Linked DNA regions of Mus musculus: region 1 is linked to region 2. Evidence: chromatin contacts called from public promoter capture Hi-C data. All regions are on one chromosome and are shown on one strand. Each heading gives the region's core, a stretch centred on a gene start, on an enhancer-like site or on the middle of the called end of the contact. The rest is flanking DNA. Distances are from core to core; before and after follow the strand shown. Region 1 holds the start of Fam193b (family with sequence similarity 193, member B). Region 2 holds the start of Cks2 (CDC28 protein kinase regulatory subunit 2).

The links. Promoter capture Hi-C pulls out the DNA fragments that hold promoters and counts their contacts.
Region 1: a contact with region 2 is called in a promoter capture Hi-C map of pre-B cells, with 3 times the contacts expected there. The contact joins the promoter of Fam193b here to the promoter of Cks2 in region 2. A contact is called at or near these places in 3 of 39 promoter capture datasets (liver and pre-B cells).

What each region holds. Positions count from the first base shown.
Region 1 is chr13:55,569,326-55,576,076 of GRCm38.p6, reverse strand. It overlaps Fam193b (family with sequence similarity 193, member B), which reads left to right and starts at 4,957. Exons shown (of 11, transcript NM_145382.4): 1 at 4,957-6,372. It overlaps Gm31364 (a long non-coding RNA gene), which reads right to left and starts at 4,981. Exons shown (of 2, transcript XR_873486.2): 1 at 4,652-4,981; 2 at 1,602-2,341.
Region 2 is chr13:51,642,153-51,648,702 of GRCm38.p6, reverse strand. It overlaps Cks2 (CDC28 protein kinase regulatory subunit 2), which reads right to left and starts at 3,471. Exons shown (of 3, transcript NM_025415.3): 1 at 3,232-3,471. The coding sequence starts at 3,290. It overlaps Gm52049 (a long non-coding RNA gene), which reads right to left. Exons shown (of 3, transcript XR_003950639.1): 2 at 6,109-6,202; 3 at 5,386-6,022. It overlaps Gm22806 (a small nucleolar RNA gene), which reads right to left and starts at 504; the gene lies at 369-504.

The sequences.
Region 1 (6,751 bases), core at 3,708-6,207, 3.9 Mb before region 2:
CTCCTCTCCAGTCTCCCCAAGCAGCCCCACAGAGCGTTGCACAAAAATCCATCAATCCTTGAGCAGGAGAGTCCACCAATCCCTGAACAGGAATTCCCACCAGTCCCTGAGCTTCGCAAGCTCAGGACTTGAAGTCCCACCAATCTTCAACCTGGAAATCTCTACTCTGAGTAGCTCTGCCCCCTAAGAAGTACTATATAAGCCCCGCCCTTTGTTTAATTTTCTGCTGTTTGTTCCCGGGAACAAAGGGCAACCACCCTTGGATTTGACCCTCCATACCTTGGACCCTCCCAACAAATCTCTTTCATGAGATTTGCTGCCTGGTGTGACTCTCTTATTGCAAGAAGCCAAGAAGCAATGAAGAGAAGAAGCAAGCAGCAAGGAAGAGGAGGAGGATGGCTGAGGCTCCTGAGCTCAGCTGGGGATCCCCTCTCTTGAGAGCTTCAATGCCTCTGCTGCGGAGGCTTACTCTCAGAGTATGGTTCCTGAGCTCCTGTGTCTCATGATACCTTTCCTTTGGGACTCTGTCCCATCTCAGAGCCATGTGGTTCTTGGGCTCTCTGTGTTTTACCTTCCAGCAGAGCAGAAACATTTGGGACAGCAAAGGATGTCTACATGGACCACACTGTTCTAGAAGACCTGCTAATCTGTTTCAACAACACGAAACTGGAGTTCTTCTCAGGACCAAATTATCAAAAAGCTCTGTCACTTCCCTCCATGGTACAAAGCACAAAGGGCTTCCTGCATAGGATAATAGGCAAGTACTGTGTAATGGGTTAGGGACTTTTCTATGCCCTCCTTTGCCCAAAACAATGACACAGAGACCTGGTATACTTATTATATACTTCTGAGCACTATAGCTGGGCAGATACTGATTTATTCTAACCCAAATATGCTTCCCTGGACTTCTCAATCACCTCCTGTAATTCTGAGCTTTTAGCATTTAATCACAATTTTACTTGACCCAAAGTTTGGCTGTGTTCATATGTCTTCTGTGGCTGTGTTATGGCTTCCGCTTTTAGCTCAGACCTTGCACTGTCATTGGCTTGGTCTCTGTCTCGTTTATGACTTCCATGTGTAACCAGGATATGAGTCTTCTTAGATCCTGACCCCTGCTCCCCTCTCTGGGAAGTTGATCTTGACATCTCCTCAGCCCAGCATATGTCAGGTGGGCATGAAAAGGGCCAGCACATGCTCACATTTCAGGACTCTGTTGCTGTCTCCCAACCCCTTTGACCACCCCACTCTCCATCTGTGGGTTGAAGAACTGTTTTTCCCCCCAAGCATTTAATTAATTGATTATATATATATATATATATATATATATATATACACTGTAGCTGTCTTTATAGGGACTCAAATACCATTACAGATGGTTGTGGGCCATGTGGTTGCTGGGAATTGAACTCAGGACCTCTGGAAGAGCAGTCTGTGCTTTTACTGGCTGAGTCATCCCTCCAACCCCAGTGGGGCTTCTTAAATGAGCCTCTCTGTGTTTTTTCCTCCGCTGTCTTTTTTTTTTCTCTCTGCAGCTAGCCACACCTGACCTCCTGAGAAACTGTGTTGCTAAGCAACCGTTTTTTTGGTTGTTTTTTTCTTTCTTTTTTTTTTTTACCAGCTGCTCTTACGACTTTTTTCTCTCTTAAAGGAACAGAACTAAGAAACTGCTCTGTATCCTGAGCACACTCGTTTCTCTTCTCATCCAAACTTTAAGTTTGGATTTCTGTCTCAGATTTTTTGTAAGTACTTTCCCGACATCCAGTGCCAAATATAACTGCACTGCCTCTCACCTGGGACTTTTCTAAGCTTGCATTCCATGCCCCATGTTGGGCGCCATATACCCTTAAGAGTTTTTGTTTTTGTTTTTTCCCAAGCTTTGTTCCCAGAAACGATGACTCTGAAACTTCTTTTATATAGATCAATAACTTTCACTTGGTTCCCTGACTTGCTCATATCTCAATAGTCCAGTTTATTCTATTCTAGAGCCACATGGTTGTTTACCTGCTTCTCAGATTTATGTGTCTGTCTCCTCAGAATTTGGGTGAATCTCTCATGTACCTGATTCATTTCCAGAATTCTTTCTCTCCCATGCAGGTGTGTTACCTTTGAATTCTGCCTCAGCTAACTGGCAAAAGGCTTTTCTATTGACAGGTGAATATTTATACACAGTGCACAATGACCTTATCCCTACAACTTCCCCACTACATGGCATTACCTACCATGTTGGTCTGACTCTGACACCTCCTCCATCTGATTCCTCATGTTGAGTCCTCATGTGGTCAACTGAGACCTTCCCTCTTTTAGGGTACGGAAGTCCCGCCTTATTCTCTTCTGTCCAGTTCTTTAATGACCAATCAGAAAATAATGGAGGGCAGTGTTTTACAAAATACCAAATCAGGAAATGCTTCATAATAATGCCAATACCAATTCTGGACTACATTTGGATCTCTGGGTACAGAATTCATCACTTAAATACACAGTGCTCAAAAACATCCTCAATATTGCCCCTTTTTAGTCTAGAAAAGGACTTTCTCTTAGATTAGTAAGGTATATATAATAAGAACAGTTATGGAAGCTATCAGGTAAAATTACTGTTGCTAACTGTTTCTAATGCTTTGTCTTATTTAGACTCTCACAAGCATTGTTTCCAGACACTGAGGGTCCATAGCTGGCTTTGATCAAGAATTGCCGTGCTGGGCGTGGTGGCACACGCCTTTAATCCCAGCACTCGGGAGGCAGAGGCAGGCAGATTTCTGAGTTCAAGACCAGCCTGGTCTACAAAGTGAGTTCCAGGACAGCTAGGGTTATACAGAGAAACCCTGTCTTGAAAAAAATCAAAACAAAAAACCAAAAAAAAAAAAACAAAAACAAAACCCAAAAAATAAAAATTAATCATTGGCTGGAGAGATGGCTCAGCAGTTAAGAGCACTGACTGCTCTTCCAGAAGTCCTGAGTTCAATTCCCAGCAACCACATGATGGCTCATAACCATCTGTAATGGGATCCGATGCCCTCTTCTGGTGTGTCTGAAGACAGCTACAATGTACTCATATACATAAAATAAATCCTAAAAATAAATTAAAGTCAGGGTTTCTATTTCTACACAAAACATCATGACCAAGAAGCAAGTTGGGGAGGAAAGGGTTTATTCAACTTATACTTCCACATTGCTGTTTTTCACCAAAGGATGTCAGGACTGGAACTCAAGCAGGTCAGGAAGCAGGAACTGATGCAGAGGCCATGGAGGGGTGCTGCTTACTGGCTTGCTCTTTTATAGAACCCAAAACTACCAGGCCTGGCATGGCACCACCCACAGTGGGCCCTTTCACCCTAGATCACTAATTGAGAAAATGTCTTACAGCTGGATCTCATGGAGGCATTTCCTCACCTGAAGCTCCTTTCTCTGTGATAACTCCAGCTTGTGTCAAGTTGACACACAAGTACACGTATGCGCGCGCGCGCGTACACACACACACACACACACACACACACACACACACACACACAGAAATGTTGGGCCTGAGGTCACACAAATAATGAGGCACAGGCCGCCACAATCCAAAGTCAAACAAAAGCAGCTTTTATTCACCAAGGGAAACTCTCACCAAGAGATCTAGCTGGACTAGAGATGCAGTTAGGCTCGGGAGCTGAAGCAATGAGCCCAAGAAGTGGGCTCACAGGCCTTTTAAAGCAGAAAACCACAACCAGGTATGAAGTGGAAGATTAGGGTGAGGGTCTAGGCAACCTTTACCATGGTTGGTTGTGGTTAGGGGGCTTTCCAGAGGTCCTGGTTCCTGATTGGTCTGTGGTGGCCCCTAGGTATTCCAGGGAAAGAAGGGTGGCAACTGTTTCAGGATCTTGGAGAAAAGGCCAGATGTTCCTCCCCTTCCCTGAGTGGTAGACTCTAGAACATTTGTGGTTTTTCTTGGAATTGGGGCCATGCAAAACGGAGGACAGACTTCAAGATGGAGCAAGTTAGGCCAAAGAAGTTTAACCCAGTCCCACCGACACACACACATACACACACATACCTATTAAAACAATAAGATAAATAGAGCAATTTTTAAAAATTGATTTACTTCTTGGTAGTCAAAGTTTCAGATTTTGTTCTGATTGATGTTATCAATATAAATTCCACGTGTAACTACTAAAAAGTTCCAGTTTCACTCGACAAGGCATAAGACAGCATTGGAAACTTAAAAAAAAAATACATATATTTTTTTGTTCCATGTGCCTGAATTTTTCTCCCCCTGTGGGAAGAAAATGGGTGGAGATGACATATTAACAACTAAAATGCTGAGCTATTAAAACATTTCTAATTTTGCTTTGTGGGTTAAAGACCTCTCTCGCACATACCACTTAAAAAAAAAAAAAAACATTGCCAGAGTATGTGCTTTAATCATTTCATCCTTGTCACGCCGATCCTATTATCTATTTAAGTGACCCCCTTCCCCATCAGCCTCAAGAACGACCTGAGTCTGGGTCCTGCAGTTCTGAGCACAGAACGTGGGGCTCCCAGTAAACGACAAGTAAAGACCTGCCTATTCTTTCGCCTCAGGCTGACCACAGGTGTGGTGGGATGATATCTAGGAATCTATGGTAGGCATTTTGCAGCCAGTGCTTGTCCATTGCAAAATGGGAATAATTCGTACCTGTTTCCAAGTGATTTAGGGAGGAGCCAAGAGATGAGCGTGAAAAGTTCGCAGCAAAAAGATTAGTAACTCACTCATTATTTAATGGATAATTAAGCTCCTAGGCCCGCTATTACAGAGCCCAATGTGTTTCTCCAGCCGATCGCAGCCTTTCGGACTAGTGCTTAGGACAGGATCTCGCCCGGGGCTGGTCTCCTGCGAAGCCCAGCGAGGTGGCCTTATTAAAAATGGCGCTGGCGGCTTCCGTGGCGACTGCGGCGGCGCGGACTGAGTGTGCCCTCTGACCTGTTGGCAGCAGGCGGGGAGGGGCGCCGGGCGCCGCCATATTGGCTGTTGTCCTGTGAGGGGAGCGGCGGCGGCGGCGGCGGCGGCGGCGGCGGCGGCGGCGGCGGAGGCGCGAGAGGAGCCAGCGAGCGGGGGAGCGGCGCAAGAGGCAGCATGACTCGGAGGCGGAGCAGGCCAAGCGGCGGCGCGGGCCGGCGGGAGCGGGCGCGGGCCGCGGGGCTGCAGAAGCCCCAGGCGCCCGAGCCGCAGCCGCCGCCGCCGAGCCTGGAAGCGGGAGCCGGTGCAGGGCCCCCGGAGGTGCCCGCCGAGCTGGATTGCGACGGTCCCCGAGAGGAAGAAGAGCCCAAGCTGGCTCCAGGCCCTCAGGTAGGATCGAGCAAAACGACTCCGACTGCCGGGCTGCTTACACCTCCCCAGAGCGGGAGCGGGAGTGGGGCGGGAGTGGGCATGGACCATACTGTGGGTCTGGGACCAAATCCCAAGTCCGGGGCAGATGCTTTCAACCCGCTTGCCGGGAGTGGAAGCTGGACCCCTCTCCAAAGCCAAAGCTCAGCCAACCCTCTTGCGACCCTTGTAAAGCTACCCGTTCAGGCCCTGCTCCGGAGCTAAATCTTCTGACCATTTATGCTCTCTGGGACTCGCTCAGGTCCCGAGACCACCGCTTAGTTCTCTGCCCTCCACTTCCCTTTGGAGCCACCTGATTCCCCCCTATCCCCTAGCCCCTAAAAGACCATCATCTCAGGGCGCTGGAACCTGCAAGGCTGCAGCCTCTGTGCGCCCCTCCACCCCCGCCCCCAGCAGCTTCATCCCTTCCCCTGCACGGTCTGCAGCCGCTACCCTCAACAGCTGTACCTCTCTGCATCTGCCTTCCGGGACCTCTCTCCTTTCCCTACCCAGCAGAACAGTTGGCGGCCCCAAAGACTGTTAGAATAACTCCACTAAAGAGGAAACCCTTGTTCTCCTCCTATCTCCTGTCCCATAAGGAGCCCCCACTCCCACCTCCAACCCCCGCCAGTCCACTAGTTTGGTGAATCCTGCGAGACTAAGAGTATTTGGGAGGATTCTCGGAAGCTTCCAGCTTGCCACCTGGAAGGTCACTTTCTTTTGAGCAAAAAGGAGCAAACAGGAGAGGCGGGGGTGGCGTGGGCCACAGTTGCTCAGGGAGGGTTGTGGCACCCGGGGCTGGGTGGCTCACCCTAAGCTTGCTCTGACAAAAGAGTTTTGAGTTGGTTTTTTGGCTGAGCCTGCCAAGGAAGGCAGGCCCCTGCAGGAGTCTTGGAGGGTCGGATGCAGCGCCCGGATGAGGACGAGGCGTGGCGGAAGATGCGTTTGGCTCTGCAGACACTGCATCGGGCAGCAGGGGACTCTGGGAGGCTGGTGCAGCCTGAAGGCATGGCTCTTGACAGCCTTCTAGTAGAATCTCTGGAATTGTGCATGTGAGTGGGGATGCCATTTGGGGTACCATTCCTGGAACGCTTTCCCTGACCTCCCCAGTTAAACCAAGTGCCCCCTCTGTGCCCACCACCCTCTTTGCTTCCCTTCAATGGCACCACTCCTTCTGTGATGAAACTTGTTGATGTGTCTGTCCCAAGCACTGAACAGTGAACACCACGGGCTGGGAGGATGCCCTTCGTGGGCTCCTCCACGCCTGTCCCAGGCTTTGCCTTTATGGAGAAGTAACTAGGTGAAGGAGGGGAAGGTTGAATCAGGCTAGAACCTGCACTTATTGTAACCTACTTTTGATGCTGGTCTCCTTTGTGTCTCGTATCACGGTGAGAGGATTTTTAATTAATGAAAGTATCTCAACTTCTTGGA
Region 2 (6,550 bases), core at 2,222-4,721:
CTGTCCTGGAACTCACTTTGTAGACTAGGCTGGCCTCGAATTCAGAAATACGCCTGCCTCTGTGCTGGGATTAAAGGCGTGCGCCACCACACCGGGCTCCCCCCCACCCCCCAGTAATCTTTTTTTCCTACTAATGGATCTAACATATAATTTAATGAACAATTAAGCTAAACCAGTAATGTATAAGTATTATACAGAAATCTTAGAATCTCATGGAGACTTAGCCATATCTATCACTAATGACTCAGCTGTTTCTTTGAGACCCGCCCCCACTCCTTATCATGCTGCAGTGGAAACTGGCCTCAAACTATCTTTTTGCCTTAGGCTCCCAAGTGCTACAATTACAGAATTGGGTACAACATCCATCCAGGTGTTTCTTTCTAATGAATTGACCATTAGACTTACAAATTTCTGCAATGGCCAACAGACCATAGAAAGATATTTCTTTAGGCTCCTGCTTGAAACCAACAGCTTCAGTAAACTGCGGCCTTGATTCAGGGCCAAAACAAACAAACACAATTTTAACACATATATACACAAGCAAATTTGTACCCTAGCCTGCATAAAGCATTGTCACCACAAAGTATCTCTAAATTTCAGCCTCACTTTAATTACCCCTGGTTTTAACTTTACACAAAGTTAGCAATTAACATTTTTTGACCAGTATAAGTCAAGTCTGAGATGGAGGTGCAAATTCAGCTCTGGACTTTTGGAATTGGGATAGTGCAGTCCATAGTCCACTCTAAGCACCAAACTGCCCATAACAGGTTTTAAGCTGTGGATTTGAGCGCAGATAATCCTTAACCAGCTTTACCACAAGGCCGATGACTACGTGCCATCACTGCCATTTCCAGGCACATATTAAATAAATATTCTTACCCACACAAGTTACCACTCATTCTTGAAATACTGCTTAATGTTTTTGTTACTGTTACTGCTTTGCTGCTATATATCATAGTGGAGGAAGGAAGGATTGCCAAGTTTCAGGGCACCTATTTGAGTTCAGAGAGACTTCCAATAATCAAGACTGTACAAAATAACCCATGACCTTATCTTTCCACTGATATCAGTCTTTGTTGTTGTTTCTGGGGTTTTTTTCCCCGTTTTTTTTTTTTTTTTTTTTTGAGACAGGGTTTCTCTGTATAGTCCTGGCTGTCCTGGAACTCACTCTGGGATCAGGGTGGCCTTGAACTCAGAAATCTGCCTACCCCTGCCTCCCAAGTGCTGGGATTAAAGGCGTGCACCACCACTACCGCCCGGCCACTGATATGCCTTAAGTGACAGACATTATGCTTGTCAATTAGCTTTCACAAACAGTACTGTCTCTACAAGGCATTCAGATACAAGGAGCCTCAAGTATCTCCTACCTGATAAGTCATGTCAAGAGGCTGCACTTCATATGGGGTCATTTATAATGTACATGATTTTATTTGTATATTACTACTGATCATGTACCAGGAAAACTATTCTCAGAACCCAGTTTTTGTTGGAATACAAAAAGTGCAATATATGACTCAAGTGCAAAGAAATCCTCCATTTTATTTCTGTAAGGACAGGCTGGGCCTGATGACACACAGGTCCCTCCCCGGACTAGTAAGGCAGATGCAGCTAGAGCTGTCTACATGGAGTTCCAGGACACCCTGGGTTATGGAGACTCCCTCAAAAATGCCCAAAAGGACTCCCATGATATTTGAGGAGCAGTCTACTCTGTTCCTAGTAATCACCCCTTCACAAAATCACTAAGTTTTGAACTTTATCCAACACACATAGTTCTACTATAAACAAAACACCCTAGACTCACACCTCTGTGTCATATCACCAGTACACAGTCCCTGTCAAGAGCACCTCTCTAATTCTTTTGTAAAGGTTGGTCAGTTAAGCTCAAGCTAGTGTGGCAACACACCCACCATCTCAGCAACTGCTAAGGCAGAACAGCAAGCTTAAACACTTCATGTTTCAAAATAAAACACTTTTTTTGACCTCTGGATTCCAGTGGGTAATAAACTAGCTCCTACTTTATATTGGAGTAAAATACTTAAGACAGACCAGCAGTTGCTCCCCAAAACACGCACAACTTATATACTCCAAGTTTAGAAACTAAAACTATCTCACTTTGACAACTAAAGAAATGTATATAAACCCATATGCTAAACATTTCCATCCAAATAATTATTTGCCTAATTTAGAAAGACAGTACAATTACTTTCGGTCATTTTTGGATATTTCCAAACCAAGTTCTGAGTTACTATAACGACCAAATATTAAGCCAATTATCACATGGTTACCATTGTGAAGTTTGTAATTACTATGTAAAGACTGTTATGTATTTAAATTTTTTAGTAAGGGGGAAAAAAAAAACCCATGAGACTTCCCTACTTAAGAACATTCAAGTTTATAGCATTAGTGCATCGTCAAACAGCCTGGAAAAAGTTTTCTGGCTGTGAAGACTTCTACACTAGCGGACTGAGAGAATGGGGGGTGGGGCGGTGAAGCCACTCTTTTAAAAAGTGTCTCATCCCTCAAACAGCATTCTGGACACTAACCTAAAAGGGCAGCAAACAGAAAACAAGGTCACTATTTGCCCAAGGGAGGAACAGGTTTTACCCACCTGGAGTCCTTGACTGTGTCCCAGAATGCAACGCTCTAATCCCAACCCAGAAGAACCCAGCGACGGAAAGGCCTTTGAAACCACACCCCAAGTCATAAGGGATACAATAAAGTTAACTACAATCCTCCCTTACTTTCCACAATCCCATTTGCTAATTATATTAACGTAGGTACTACCTTCCTGCGCATCTCAGGATTTAAAACTCAAAACTTCCTCAAAAGCCCCAAACGTGGCCAATATGGACTAGCAGTTGAAGGTAACGTAGCCACCACCACCCCAATCCTTCCGAAGGCAATCTCGAGTTTTCAATTTGATCTTGAAGCCCTTTAACAACGCCCCGTGTTACAGCGTCTGGAGCCGTTACCCATCAGACACTCGATAATGCCCGTCGGGTGCGTTTCCGGGGACTTCCCCTCCCGGCCAGTCCGGGCCAGTGCGGTTTGCGGTCGTGAACTCCCAGACTAGGCGCTGCCCACCCATCTAACGACTCCCCATCTCCTGCGATCCCCGCAACACTACACAAAGCAAGGCTGCCCGGACGGACGGAGGCCTCTAAGGGGGTCCGAGTCCCGACCACCAGGTCTGACCTCCCAGCGCGGCCCTCCTCCGCAGGCGCTCCTCACCGGTACTCGTAGTGCTCATCGAAGTACTTGTCTGAGTAGTAGATCTGCTTGTGGGCCATCCTGCCGGCGCGCAGAGGAGTAAGCGGGATCAGGAAACCGGGCGCAAGGGGCTCTACGTCCGCCTAGGGCCGACGCAACGACTCGAATGAGGCCAACGACCGCAGGCCCAACGCTCTGGATTTGAATCCGACAGCCCTCCGCCGATTGGGCGAAGCCACCAACCAATCACGCTCCGCGCAGACCTCGAGGACAGGTAACCAATCAGAAGCCTGTTGCAAGATTGCGAGGGCGGGAGTAAGGATTGGCTAACGATTCAGCGAGGAGCGCCCGGCGACCCCAAGAGATATTGAGAAGGGCGGAGCCGAGTCGTTAAGTGCCTCGCAGCGCGTGCGCAGTGGTTTAGAACGTGCCTGGGGGCAGAACCGTTGGGTGGTGGGCGGACACGAGATGAGGTATCCGGGGCTCTGGGGGCCGGAGCGGCACGAGACGCCTGGGGGGCGGTCTCTGTGGTCAGGGAAGTCCAGCTGCGGAGCGTTCCAGAGGGTAAGGTGCCCTCCGCTGCCCCTGATGGCAACGCTAATTACGCTTGGCTGCGAGCTAGTCCCATCTTAAAAAGATGTGCTCATGTAAAAGGAAGTTGAAAGGGTGTTAAGTCGTGGTTTCGTGCAGCAAGTTACATATAACAACCATTTTCTACAATGAGCAGGTGTCATTTTTCTTTTAATATTTTTGCGATTTGTTGCAGTGGATGAATTGCTCTGGTGTGGCTGTTAGGATAACAAAGTAACCCACGGCAGCTGGGCGTACTGGCCCACACCTTTAATCCCTGTACTCCAATGCCAGGTCAACACCCCTCCCTCCTCCTTTTTTTTTTTTAGTTTGGTTTGGTTTTTGTTTTTTCGGAGACTGGCTTTTCCTGTGTAGCTCTGGCTGTCCTGGAACTCACTCTGTAAACCAGGCTGGCCTCGAACTCAGAAATCCATTTGCCTCTGCCTCCCAAATGCTGGGATTAAAGGCGTGCGCCACCACCGCCCGGCTGTTTTTTGTTTTGTTTTGTTTTGTTTTGTTTTTGAGACAGAGTTTCTCTGTGTAGCCCTGGCTATCCTGGAACTCGCTCTGTACACCAAGCTGGCCTCAAACTCAGCGATCCTCCTGCCCCTGCCTCCCCAGTGCTGGGATTAAAAGTGGATGCCCCATCACCGTCCAGCTTCAGCCTAATATCTTTAACAGATGGTAGGATAGCAAAGTGTGATCCTGTCTAAAATAATAAAAACGGAAGTCAGCATGTAACTACAATTTTATTTTTTTATAGAGTTGGGTAATCAGGTGCCTGCAATCTTTTAACGACAGGTTTCCCGACTTCACTTGGCCCTCAGTTAAAGAGAACACAAGATCGTCTGACTTCTTGCACAACTTTAAAGTTATTTTTAGCACTAAAATAATAAAGGTGCTAATTGCCTACCGATATTATCACGTGAGACAACAGGTGGGATTAAAATTTCAACATGTAAATAGGAGGATGTAAGCATACACTCTATAACACAAATAATATGGAGGTATGAGTTCTGTTCTGAAAGATCTTTAATTACTATCTAAGCAGTGGTTCTCAACCTTCCTGATGCTGCAGCCCTTTGATGCAAGTGGTGATCCTTAACTTTATAATATTTTGTTGCTACTTCATAACTATAATTTTGCCACTGTTATGAATTGTAAATCTCTGATACTCAGCTCCCATGGGAGTCTAGTAGATTGAGAACAGCTGATCTAGAGAAAGTGCCCTGCTTTCCAAGTCTCCACTGATAGGGAATCCTTTAGATCTCCTGCTCACCAGAACGGACATTGGCTTACACATTGTTTCCCTGCACTATTTATTCTCCATGCAGTGAATGTAGAGAGCATACTTACTTTGTTTATTATCCATGTCTAGAGCACAGTAGAGTCCCTGTGCATGGTGGATACTCAATAATGAGGTTCTTAAAAAATATACCAGCCAGCCGTGGTGGCGCGAGTCTTTAATCCCAGCACTTGGGAGGCAGAGGCTTGAGTTTGAGACCAGCCTGGTCTACAGAGTGAGTTCCAGGACAGCCAGGGCTACACAGAGAAACCCTGTCTCAAAAAACCAAAAAAAAAAAAAAAAAAAAAAAAAGAAGAAGAAGAAGAAGTAGTCGTCGTCTCTATTCCTAGATAAATAATCTGGGAAAGGAAAAGGAAATCTTTATAGCAGATGTATTTTGAAAGACAGTTGCCAGGCATGTTGGCTCACTCTCTTATCCCATAGGTCAGGAGGCTAAGACAAAAGGATTGCTAAGAGTTCAAGGTCTCTCTGGGTTACATAGTACCAGTCAGCTAAAGTTAACAAAGTGAGATTGTGTTCTCAAGAAACAAATGAGAGGCTGGGCAGTGGTGGCCCACGCCTTTAATCCCAGCACTTGGGATTAAAGTAAGTAAGTAAGTAAGTACTATAAAGCAAAAAGTATTCTAATAGATGCAGAAAAATAATAAAATTCACATACATATAATTCAAACTCAATAAGTCTACCTACCAGGCACTGATTAATACTACTCAGAAATTATAAGAAGGGGAAAGTTTAACTGGGAAGAGTATCCATAGAGACCGATGTTAACATAATTCTTATCAAGAAACATTAGAAGTAGTCCCTTAAGGTTTCTCTGTTAGCTTTGTCAACAGCAGGAAGTTCAACTTGCCAGTGTAGACAGTGTATCCTCAGTCCCTCTCAGGAACCTCATCCTGTGTACCTGCGTCCTTGATGTCCGCCACAGTAACAGATCCCTGAAAGGGAAGTTACACATTTACAAACTAGGCAGCAAAAACACACCCTTGAAGAGTTAGTTACATGCAAGTGTTACTGCCCTTACCCAATAGAATAGTCTAAGTGACATCTGAGACTAGTCCCTAGGAGGCGTAACAGCTTCGACTTTCTCCGGGAAAGCTTGCTTTCATCTGGAAGACCTATAGGGAAGAGTCGTCTTTTGATTAGTGCCAGCTGCCTTGAATTCAGTACAAACAGAGAGAAATGAAGCAATGGCCCAATCCTGTGAGTTCAAATATCCAACACTCATGTAAAGAGCCGGTGCGGCCATGCATGGCTGTAACCCCTGCGTTATAAAGGGGGGGTGGGGTGGGGGAGTGGAGGCAGGGCGATTGCTGAGGCTTGTTTGCCTCCAGTCTAGTCCTAGGTTCATAGATCCTGTCTCAAAGGGAATAAGGCCAAGAATAGTAGAGCAAGACATTCAGCTTTCTCCTTCAGCTTCCGTATGAACACCACTAACACACATTCACACCACACACACACATACA